Linked DNA regions of Mus musculus: region 2 is linked to region 1. The links are chromatin contacts, called in public promoter capture Hi-C maps. All regions are on one chromosome and are shown on one strand. Each heading gives the region's core, a stretch centred on a gene start, on an enhancer-like site or on the middle of the called end of the contact. The rest is flanking DNA. Distances are from core to core; before and after follow the strand shown.

Region 1 (2,530 bases), core at 13-2,512:
TCAGAGGTCTTCTAAGGAGCAGCAGAAATTCCAATTCCACAGGAGAAAAGTGGGCTGATAGGGGGTATGAAAGAAACACAGAACTTTCTCTTGCTTGTATTTTTTTTAAATTTAAATGTAAAATTTCCAAAGATCTAAGGAACTAACTGGATTATTGTACAGATGAATGAGTAAAGGCACACCTGATATATCAGTTGTAATTTCTACATTCTAAGGGTAAAGGGAAAATAAGCTCTCAGTCAAAAAAAAGTAAGTTAGATAAAGAAGAGAGGGAAAGACATTTGTTTTCCTGTTTGCAATTGAAAAAGCTAAAACTCTGATCAACATAAAAGAATATCAAGATAAACCTGTTGCTGTCCATCAGCCAAATGTAAGCACCTGTCATGGGGATGGAACAATTTGAAAACCTGTAGGAAATCAATCCACATAAATCAGGTCTTATAACTGTGGAGAACAAGAAAGGACTGTACTCAATCAACAAACCCAAAACACACACTCCACCCCCAAAAACAGAAAGCCACAAGGTAAAATAAAAACCCTAATGTATATCAAGAATATAACAAACTTTGTAACTATGAAATTATAGGGTTTTCCTATATAAGGACAGGAACAGAGTGGGTGAGGCAGGAGATTCCATCTTTTTGCTTATAAGAAACAATTGTGTGGGAGAGCACCCTCTCAGAAGCGAAGGGGAGGGGTGATGGGGTAGAGAACTCTGGGAGGGGATCGGGAGGAGGGGCAACATCTCAGGTGTAATTAAATAAAAATTACTTTTTAAAAAAGAATAATAAACACTTGTGAAGTTGCTTTAACAAAGCAATCATAGGCAAACATATCAGAAATTGCAGCTGATAAGAGCTGCAGAAAGTTATGGATCTTATGAACTGAGGAGAGACACACAGTGCCAAATTGGAAAGGCAGGAAGAGAACAGCTACAGTTGAAAAGGAAAATTGTTTATTCGGTGACAAAGCAAAAACGAAAAATATTTCATAGTAATATCATTCAAACTTTGTAGTCCAGTAAATGCTTGTGGCCCTACACTTGTGCTGAGCACAGGTATTATTACTTCCTGGGTAGGAACTGCATCTAACAAGAATTGCTCCCAGAGAGAGCTTACCCAGACAGCCAATCGGAAGAGAGACTTGCTGGACCAGTTGCGGCCCAACTGAACCAGCCCACCAATCCCTGCTGGAAAGCCTGCTCCGCCCAAAGGCGGTAACAGCAGAGAGGTCTTAAAAGCTAAAGAGTGAGCCCCTTTCTCAGCGAACCCGTGGAGGCTTCTCGGGCAGGTGTTTGACTTGTTTCTCAGCGCAAGGACTTAACTTTCATCACTAACATCGACCCAGACTAGAGGTATGGAAGGAGCTTCTTGGACATGTATTTTGCCTGCTCTTAGACTAGTAAGGGTTCAGTGGGAATCCTTTTGATGTTCACATGTGCATGCAAACTAGGAAAGGGACGTGGCCTGCACCTGAGGATGGAGAAAAGCCCAACACCTACAACTTTAGTAGGATCCTGCGGGAATATGAAACTGTTGTGTGAGGGTCTGCAGGCAGTTGGGGTCAAGGTGGGATGGGTACCTCAATCTGGGGTTTGCTCCTATTTAGTGGTCTTTGCATTGAGGTAATAGCAACTCAATAGTAGCTCCTAGTCTGAGGCCCTGAATTAAAATGGTATATATTCCTTCTCCGCAGTCCTGGGGGACCCACACCACCCCTCCTCTGTTCATGGACCAAGTGCAGGTATGGTCCTTTAGTCTGGTGCCTCCCGATTTTTCTTACTGTTAGCAAAATAAGCCTCCTCAGAAGTTGGCGGTCCTGGTCCTACACGCTGTCAGGATGCCTCTTTATCAAAATTATGGAAAGCCATGATTCATGGCTTTGGCACTCACACCAATACCAACAGTGACCAGAATTGCTCTGGTTTCAGGGGTTACCAATGGTTATGCTCCTCACAGGTTTATTATGGCACACATTCATTATCTCTTTGGGATCAACAGGCATTGCCCCCTTTACCATACTGCTGCTTGGTTATGCCGTTATAATGAGTTAAAAAAAAAATCAAGAATAGCCGAGCGGTGGTGGCACAAGCCAACACTCGGAAAACAGAAGTATGTGGATTAAGGCCATTAACCAGGTCAACAGAGCTATTTCCAGGACAACCATGGCAACATAAACCCTGTCCCAAATTACAAACAAACAACCAAAACCAAAAGTCAAGTAAGCCCATATGCATTTAATGCATTTATTTAAAAAAAAAACTTTCTATATGTAGAGTTCATTGCATTGAATAAATTTCTAAGAAAGATCTTGATTGAAAAGTCACATTTTTAAAGTTGTCAGTAGTTTGGAGCATTCGTGTTTCTAAAACTATGGCAATTAACATTTATGCTAGATTATCTGCTTCATTTCTTATCACATGTTATTGTTTTTAGGGATTTTTTTAAAACCATTTTGATAGTTGAGAATTGGTACCTACTGGTTTACATTGGTTTTTGGCATCTTCTGGGATTTTAGAGTTTGAACACTT
Region 2 (2,530 bases), core at 24-2,523, 400 kb after region 1:
TTTTTAAATAAGGATGTAAGAGAAGTTAGCTAAAGTTCAGGCAGTTTTGGAAGGAGTTCAAAGATGGTTCTCTGAAACAAGAGCAATTGTTCTTAACAATAAGGAGATGGTGCTTGGAACATTACCAAGGATATAGGGAAGAACCAGTTAGCGACCAAAATCATATCAAAGAAGAGGAGAGAGGAACATCTATTAAGAACTAGGATATTCAAGAGCTACCAATAAGAAATGTTCAGATTTTAGATTTCAGCTACTTGTGTATGGATCAAATGCAAACTCAGGTCTTCTACCTCCCGACCAGGGCTCTTTCCATATTCCATAAATGCTCCAATTTCCCCTATTTTAAAAAGTGATTCATTAACAATGCAAAATAAAACAGAACAGAAGATGGAGGTGGGGTCCTGGGCCTGCCTATGGAAAAAGAGGTAAAGGTGGGGAGGCACTAGCACAGGAAACATAAACATGGAAGGTTTTATGGCTTTGCTCCAGCAACGGGATTTCTCTTTAGCTGGCCTGAGGGTCTGGTTTCCAGGCTGCTGCTAATGGGAATTCTGACACTGATGATGGGAAACTCGAGGACTTTCTCACAGTGGGATTACATTTCCTGATGACTCAGTGTCCCAAAAACCACTGTGTCAATCATTCATTCTCATCCTAAAAATTTTCTTCTGGGCCAGGAGAGATGGCTCAGTGGTTAGAAGCACCTGCTGCTCTTGCAGAGGACTGGAGTTCAGTTCCCAGGAATCATATCAGAGAGATTGTAACTCTGGACCCAGGAATCTCTGAGGCCACGTTCTGGCCACTGTGGGCCCCATATTTTCATGCATACATGTGTACATGAATTAAAAAATAAATCTAAAGAAAAAGGAAAAAAATTTTTTTCTTCTAAGTTCAATCCTGACAATTCTCAGCTGTTGGTCTGGGTAGCCAGGCCTGTGCCCACTGTACCCCTCTGCCCACAGAGCAATGCTGCCCTGTACACTTTTCTGAGATGGCATAGATCAGCATTCACATTTCCTTGCTATGCCTTTAAGAGCTACGAGAATGCAAGAAACAGAGGTGGGGTCTCCTAACAGAACTTCTTGGAAAAAGATCCTAGGAATTTCTGCCAGAAACTGAACTGAAATTCCAACACTGAGACCTTGGGGGGTGGCCTGTGTTGAGCTAGGCCTGCGATTGGACTGCACAGTCTATTAAGGAGGAGGGAACCAAAAGTAAAAGAGTTGGGGGAGGGGAGAGGAGAAAAGACCTCCCCTCCCCTTCCCCAACCCGTACACTCTGAACCTGGAAGCTGTAAGTAGCCATTAGCCTGGAGAGGGTCTGTGCATGGCCAAGCTGAGGGCAGCAGACACTGGACCCCCGGAGCTCTCTGCAACCAAGTGAACACGTAAGGCCTGCAGAGACTGGCTTGCCAACAGCTGGACTTGATCACCAGCTTGAAACTGAGATCATGCACCGGGTAGAATAACAAGCGGACTTTGTTCTCTCTGGCTATGCAAAGCGTTGTTTTCCAAGGAATTGCCACAGCAGCAGACAGAAAACCAGAGATCACCACCCGGACCCCTGAGTCGTTTTAGAGAACCAGAGTTCCTGGGAAGTGTGCAGGATGGTGGTGGCCCTTCAAGAAGCTTCTGCTTCCCTGGTTCTCTTCCTTGCAGCATTTCTGCCCCCACCACAACATGCCCAGGACCCAGCCATGGTACACTACATCTACCAGCGCTTCCAAGTCCTCGAGGTAGGTGACCTGTCTTCCCTTCACAGGGAGTATGCCTCTTGGAAGTCACTCTGCTGTGCCCCCACTTTGCTGTCAACTAGGGTGCATGTCTTCCTGATACAGAATGAATCACTGCTAAGATGACATTTACAGATGTGCATAGCCTAGCAGCTCAGATGCCACCTCCATTGCAGGCCGCTTGTACTTTCCCCTGGCAGTTTTTCTAACCTATAAAATGGACATAGTGATAGAATTTAGGTTCAAATGATACTCTGCAGATTTAATAAAGAGATTTCAAATTAGGGATGTTTTATTTGGGTCATTAATCCATACTCAGAACATAGCCTAACTCACTGAGTAAATTCTCAGGTTGTTGAACATTCAAAACCAAATAGTTCAGTCTTCAATGTATGAATTAGAACTCTAGTCATGTTTTCTTCATCTTTTACTATATAGGGATGCTAAGTGATTCCAGCTTTTCTCTTTTCCTTTTTATGATAAACTGTTAAGTGAATATAAGACAATGTGGTGTTACATATGGAGGCTCACCATAGATTTTTGCTTTTTATTCCTAACTGGACTTGGGTTTGGAAATGAGATTTCCCAGCAATGTTAAACAGAGTGAGAGCATTTGAGGTAGAACTTTGTTAGAACAGTCAAAAACCCAGGGTCGGGAACATGACTCAATTGGTAAGAACTAGCCTAGCGTGCAGGAGCCTGGGGTTCAAGGCTCATCACTGCAGAAACCAGGTATGTTTTATGATATCAGCTGTAACAGCAGTACTCAGGGAGTGGAGGCAGGAGGATCAGGGGCTT

The links. Promoter capture Hi-C pulls out the DNA fragments that hold promoters and counts their contacts.
Region 2: a contact with region 1 is called in a promoter capture Hi-C map of stem cell-derived epiblast-like cells, with 3 times the contacts expected there. The contact joins the promoter of Olfml1 here to the promoter of Nlrp14 in region 1. A contact is called at or near these places in 4 of 39 promoter capture datasets (cranial neural crest, embryonic stem cells and stem cell-derived epiblast-like cells) and 1 of 9 other capture datasets (embryonic stem cells).

Annotation. Positions count from the first base shown.
Region 1 is chr7:107,165,728-107,168,257 of GRCm38.p6, forward strand. Nlrp14 (NLR family, pyrin domain containing 14) reads left to right here and starts at 1,263. Exons shown (of 11, transcript NM_001002894.2): 1 at 1,263-1,354.
Region 2 is chr7:107,566,160-107,568,689 of GRCm38.p6, forward strand. Olfml1 (olfactomedin-like 1) reads left to right here and starts at 1,274. Exons shown (of 3, transcript NM_172907.3): 1 at 1,274-1,735. The coding sequence starts at 1,607.